Linked DNA regions of Mus musculus: region 1 is linked to region 2. Evidence: chromatin contacts called from public Hi-C data. All regions are on one chromosome and are shown on one strand. Each heading gives the region's core, a stretch centred on a gene start, on an enhancer-like site or on the middle of the called end of the contact. The rest is flanking DNA. Distances are from core to core; before and after follow the strand shown. Region 1 has its middle 7.4 kb from the start of Gm35972. Region 2 has its middle 18 kb from the start of Gm52200.

What was found. Hi-C and Micro-C count contacts between places; a contact is called where the count stands out from the background.
Region 1: a contact with region 2 is called in a Hi-C map of epidermal suprabasal cells, with 7 times the contacts expected there. The contact joins two enhancer-like sites. A contact is called at or near these places in 3 of 39 promoter capture datasets (3T3-L1-derived adipocytes, liver and pre-B cells), 1 of 15 datasets of contacts at CTCF or cohesin (embryonic stem cells), 5 of 484 Hi-C or Micro-C datasets (embryonic stem cells, epidermal suprabasal cells, nephron progenitors and 1 more), 6 of 115 datasets of contacts at active chromatin or transcription factors (astrocytes, embryonic forebrain, embryonic stem cells and 1 more) and 2 of 9 other capture datasets (adipose tissue and liver).

The regions. Positions count from the first base shown.
Region 1 is chr15:101,833,728-101,836,427 of GRCm38.p6, reverse strand. No RefSeq gene overlaps it. Among named protein-coding and RNA genes, the nearest start is that of Gm35972, 7.4 kb to the right of the region's middle. Within about 2 kb of position 1,302, at least 2 of the 459 cell types and tissues checked have an H3K27ac peak or open chromatin away from gene starts, as enhancers often do. A contact at or near this core is called in epidermal suprabasal cells, where this site is marked.
Region 2 is chr15:101,335,458-101,338,346 of GRCm38.p6, reverse strand. No RefSeq gene overlaps it. Among named protein-coding and RNA genes, the nearest start is that of Gm52200, 18 kb to the right of the region's middle. Within about 2 kb of position 1,451, at least 94 of the 459 cell types and tissues checked have an H3K27ac peak or open chromatin away from gene starts, as enhancers often do. A contact at or near this core is called in epidermal suprabasal cells, where this site is marked.

The DNA of each region.
Region 1 (2,700 bases), core at 53-2,552, 500 kb before region 2:
GTGGAATCACTATTTGGTTAGCAGCAAATGTGGGCTGTCTGTTGGAAATATTGACATTCTGAATAGTTTCATCATTGATGATACAAGTTTAAAAAGAAGTAAAAAACAAAACAAAACAAAACAAAACAACCCCAAAACCTCCAGTAAGTCCCCTGATGAAAAGAAAATGAGTTCTCTTTAGGCAGCAGCTATCTTCTGCAACAACATAGTATAATGGAAAGTGGCAAAAGTACTTTTTATTTGTATATGACACGAATTCTGGAAGTCCCAGGTCACTAGATACTAGCAACACTGTCATGTCAATGTCAAGAGAAAACCATACCCAGAGGTTTCTGAAACATCCCTAGGACAGCAATCATCCTGAGTGTGTGCATGTGCGCACGTGTGTGTGTGTGTGTGTGTGTGTGTGTGTGTGTGAGAGAGAGAGAGAGAGAGAGAGAGAGAGAGAGAGAGAGAGAGAGCGCAGGGACATCAGTAGAACATTCTGGGGTTAACCTAAGGTACACAGTTTCAACTATATGACCTCTTTTCCCATCTCAGCTGTAGAAAAGCTGTAGCCCCACCTGAGAGAATATTAGATGTATTTCCAAGTGTGTAACTTTCTTTGTTACTTTGTTTTATTCTCCACTTATTTTCTTAAAAGAAAGAGAATGTTTAAAAACAGAACCCAAGGAGCACTCTGCGTACAGATTAAGATAAGAAACCAAACCAAACCAAACCAAACCAAACCAAACCAAACCAAACCTAGTCAAACATGTGAAGAGAGCTGTCACTACAGAAGGGAAATCAGAGGCCATGCTGTCATGGAAACCAAGAGGTGAGCACATTGGAAGAAGCAGCCTGGAAGAGAAGCCAGTGGGGATAAGGACTCAGGATGAGAAGAGCCGGAGCAGGGTCCCAGCAGATGGGAGTTGATCACAGGCTTCTTCTCCCAAGAAGAAGATGCGGCCTATGGGCAGCGTCAGTGGGAAGCCGGAAGCTGCAATGGTCTGTAAGATGGCTCCTTAAAGGAAAAGTTGGCTGGATCTGCGTGCCAGATAGAAAGGAGAGGAAAGATGCCCACAAGACATTTGGGTGGTGCCGGTAATTTTTAGTTCTTTGTTGAAAGGATGGGTACCCATGATGCCTTGCGCCACTCTGTGTCACTGTTCTCACTCCTCCCACTTCTGCTGGAGGACACCTGACACTCCCTGCCGATCCATAATCAGAAAAAAATGGCGCCTGATGTCTTAGTCAACTTGTGACCTTCTTCACAGGTTCAGGTGAAGGGTGTTCCCACCCTTCCCACGGGCCCACACCCAGTTTCCAATCTGTCAATATAGGCCCTGCTCGCTCTGTCTAGGCAGTGTGGAGTGTCCTCTACTGGTACAGAGGTGTCTTTACACATAGACACTGCTGCCTGGATTAAGCTGCACAAGGCAGAGGCTTCTGGGACAAGGAGGGAAGATGCTGTAGTTGGAACAGTTTAGGAAGATTCTTGGCAGTGATTGTGAGATGCTATAGCAGAGCTCATTCCTTACTCTCTTCCCACATCCTTCAGATTCCCTCTCTTGTTCCTGTCCCAAATAGTCTCAGGTTCCTAGACTGAACTTATAGAATGTTTTGACCAGTTGTTTTAAAAATGCAAAGGCAATGGTTTTGCCTTGGGCTATCTCCTAGGCTACCTAGAAAACATTTTTTCGCTTGTTCAATTAAAAAAAAAAAGGGGGGGGGTCTGTAGAGACTGCTCAGTGGTTAAGAGCACCGGTAGCTCTTGCAGAGAACCTGAGTTCAGTTCCCAGAATTCATGTGAAAGCTCGCAACCGTCTGTAACTATAGTTCCAGAGGATCCAGTGTCCTCTTCTGACCCCCATGGACACCAGAAATGAGTGTGGTACATATACATATGTACAGGCAAATTGCTTATGCATATTAAGACAGAAATATGGAAGTCCTTTAAGAAGGAGCTCAGTCTTTGGTATGGGTTGCTTAGTTCCTGCTACGTAGCCAGAGTGGTGTAAAAGCTTGCAGACGGAGACTGTAAAGAAGCAGACATCTGGGGGCTGTGCCTGCTGCTGGTTCCTCCACTGTCACACTCTTCTGTAGCGGTAGAAATGCTCTTGTCATCTTAGCAGGACATTTACATGACAGGGATGGAGATGGTCCATCTGAGGCTGTTAGGGCCGATTGTCTACCCCCAATCTAAAAACTTCACAAACAACGTAATGATAACATGAAGGGAGACAGAAGGGAAGGAAAAGCCGCCTCTAAAACAGTAATTGTTTCTAGTTTGTTCTTGATGCTATGGCTGTAACTGCAGACTATGTACAACTCTTAGGAGGTTTAAAAATAGGTATTTTCAGCCAGGTCAATGCCAGCTGCTCTAGAGACAGAGGCAGGAGAATCTCAGTTCAGAGCCAGCCCAGGGAACTTAGAGAAACAGTAAGTGGTAAGCTGGGCTTGGTGAAGCTCTTGCTGGATGTGTGAGGTTCTAGTCTATTCCTAGTACCTTAAAAATAACATTTTGGGGACTATAGAGATAACTCAACGGTTAAGATCACTGGTTGCTCTCATAGAGGATTCAGGTTCCGTTCCCAGCACCCACATGGTGACTCCCAGTCATTTGTATCTCCGGTTCTAGGTTCTAGGGGATCCAGTGCCCTCTTCTGGGCCTTGTAGATGCCAGTGATGTAAGTGGTACGTAGACACAACACACAGGCA
Region 2 (2,889 bases), core at 202-2,701:
CTGAGGACTCTACGGCCTGCTCACCCCCTCCCTGTTTGCACAAGCTGCATATGCTAAGACCATAGCTCTGTTGAAGCAAAGCTCTGGGGTCCAAGCACATATCCTCCCAATACCCTATGGCCTATGGCAGAGGAAAGGAGTTCTTTGTCCTGTGTCAAGAGGAAAAGGACCATGGTTCATGTGCTGACACAGAGCCACAGAGCCATCAAGCCAGTCACAAGGTCTATGGGGCTTCAAGGCCACCCCCTGGAGGCTTTATATCAGTCACAACACTCCCAACACACCAGGTCCCAAATGACTTGTCGGAGACCCTCCCCTAATGCTCTGACAGGCATGATGGCATGCCCAGCACCTCTTCATCTGTCCTCTGAAGTAAACGGACCACAAGATAGCCAGTACTACCCTCATTGGTCCATCTCCCTCTATAAATGAGCAAGGCCACCTCACCTTAACTGGGCAACCTCACCTTAACTCTAGGGCACAGCCCTCCTTCGAGGGGTGACATCCCAGAACCATGAGTGTACCCTGCCTGCTCATCTTAAGAGAGAATCTGAAGGCCAGGCAGAGAAAGGGCCTAAGCCACACAGCTTAGAAGCAGTAGAAGCAGGCTGACCAAACCCCATTAGCAGACAAAGGTAGACCTCTCCCTCTGAGCTTTGTTAAGTACACTGCCCAGCTGGTGAAATGGGAGAAAAATGGGGAGAGGGGCCATGTACCCTAAATTCATGGAACTCCCTCTCCTGGAAGGAGCAGCTCTCCAGGGCCAACCTGAGAAATAACAGAGTCCCTTCTGGAACTTCCCAGCAGGTTGGTGGATCAGGGGGAAGCATTATCGCAGCCAGCCATGGATCTGGGTAATGACATTACACCTGCCTACCATGGGAGACAGAAATAGGGAACAGTACTGGCACAGGATCTAGTTCAGGCCCCTACCTGGAGGAACTCCAGCCTCAGTTTACCCAGCTGTCAAATGAAGATAACATTTGTGCTCCCCTCTGGCCACCACACTATGCTACCTAAGATTGCTCTTTAGTTTGAGTCTCTACCTCCAAAGGCCTGGTGGGTGCCTGCCCATAGCCACTCTGGCTCAGCCCTGCAGGCCAAGAGCAGAGAAAAGCAGGGGCCTGGGTAAGCATTCCTCAGGCCCCTCTAGCCTGCTCCCAGCTTCCTTTTAGAGCCTCCAGATAGGAAAGGCCAGACCAGCTTACCAGCACAGACCAAGGTTTCTGTTTCAATACAGTCCAGTTCTCTACCCCCAGCCTGAAAACCACAGCCCACGGAAGGAAGGAGGATTAAGACACTACGAAAGGACCCTTTGTAAGGAGCTGAGCATGGACGGAAGCACAGACAAGCCTTTTTTCTCCTGATTAGCACAACCGCAGCCAGGATCGTGACCCTCTTAACAGGAAGAAACTGAGGCCGGAAATATGGGAGGCTTCAAAAGCAGTAAGGGCATGACTCATGCCTCCAGGATTCCTTCCCATAGAGAAGCCACCAACTAAAACAGTGAGCCAGAGACCCTGACAGAGTCGGGGTGCTAAGCCTCAGGTACCCCTGTGGGGGCATGGCAGAGGGCAGGTCCCGGGGCGGAGCTTGCAACCTCTGTTCCTGTAGACACCTGGTATCCACCTGCGGTGGTCCGCGTGCCTGGGCAGGGAGGCTGCTCAGGGCGGCCCAGACTGGGCAAGATGGGACGGGACAGGACGGGACTGGACGCGACGCGGGCGGTGCCGCCACATCTGAGCACAGCATTCCAGGGCACCGCGCCCGGGACAAGGAAGGAGCTTCCCAAAGCTGAAATGGAACCTCCCCTTGCAGGCTGCTATGGACCTGAGAGTCTCAGCACAAGAAGGAGGATGCTACCTGTACCCCAGTCCCAGAGAGCCTCCCCTGGTCCCACCACCCTCATCAATCACTCATTAGACAGTTCCTGCTGGTCGGGAGGTGGGAAGGATGAATACAGGAGCTTACAAAGGCATTCCTTGACCTCTACCCTCTTACCTGCCAAGGTTCTTAGTCTCCACCCTCACTGCCCCCTACTCACCCACCACACTAGCCACGATGTCTCCACTACCCTACTATGGCTCAGGGAAACCTTTTGCCCAGGAGGCGGCCAGTACTGATCCCTGACCCTCATCCACTTCAAACTCACTAGTGAGGCTCCTCCTTCCCCCACCCTCACACACAACCCTGACAGGTCTTCCCCATAGGTCCTTTGGGTCCTGGCCCTAGACCCTCCAACACCTCTCAGATAAGCAGATCCAAACTCTGTGTGAACAAAGAGAACTTTATAAGCGATCAGCCAGCACCTCAGCCCTGGGCCTTCCCAGTTTCCCATTCACACACACAGAGGTCTACATATTCTCCCATGCATGTGTGCATGGATACACACATACACACACACACACACACACACACCCTTGATATCCCCCAATCCTGTGGCCTTGGTTCTCATGGGTTTCTTACCCCCATCCCCCATCCCTCTACCCCACCCACCCTTCCACCCCCACCTCCCACCCAACCCCCGACATCTGGCAACTGTATTTCAAAATGCTGAGCAATCTAGGCCAGCAAGATGGAGCCTCAAGTCCTAAAGCCCATGGTGGGAGGAAAAAACAACTCCCAAAATGTATCTCCTGAGCTACATACACACACACACTAACAATAACAACAATGATAAATATAATAGAAATCTTTTAATTTAAAAAAGGGAGAGGCTGGGCTGGAGAGATGGCTCAGTGGTTAAGAGCACTGAGTGCTCTTCCGAAGGTCCTGAGTTCAAGTCCCAGCAACCACATGGTGGCTCACAACCATTCGTAATGGGATCTGATGCCCTCTTCTGGTGTGTCTGAAGACAGCTACAGTGTACTTAGATATAATAATAAATAA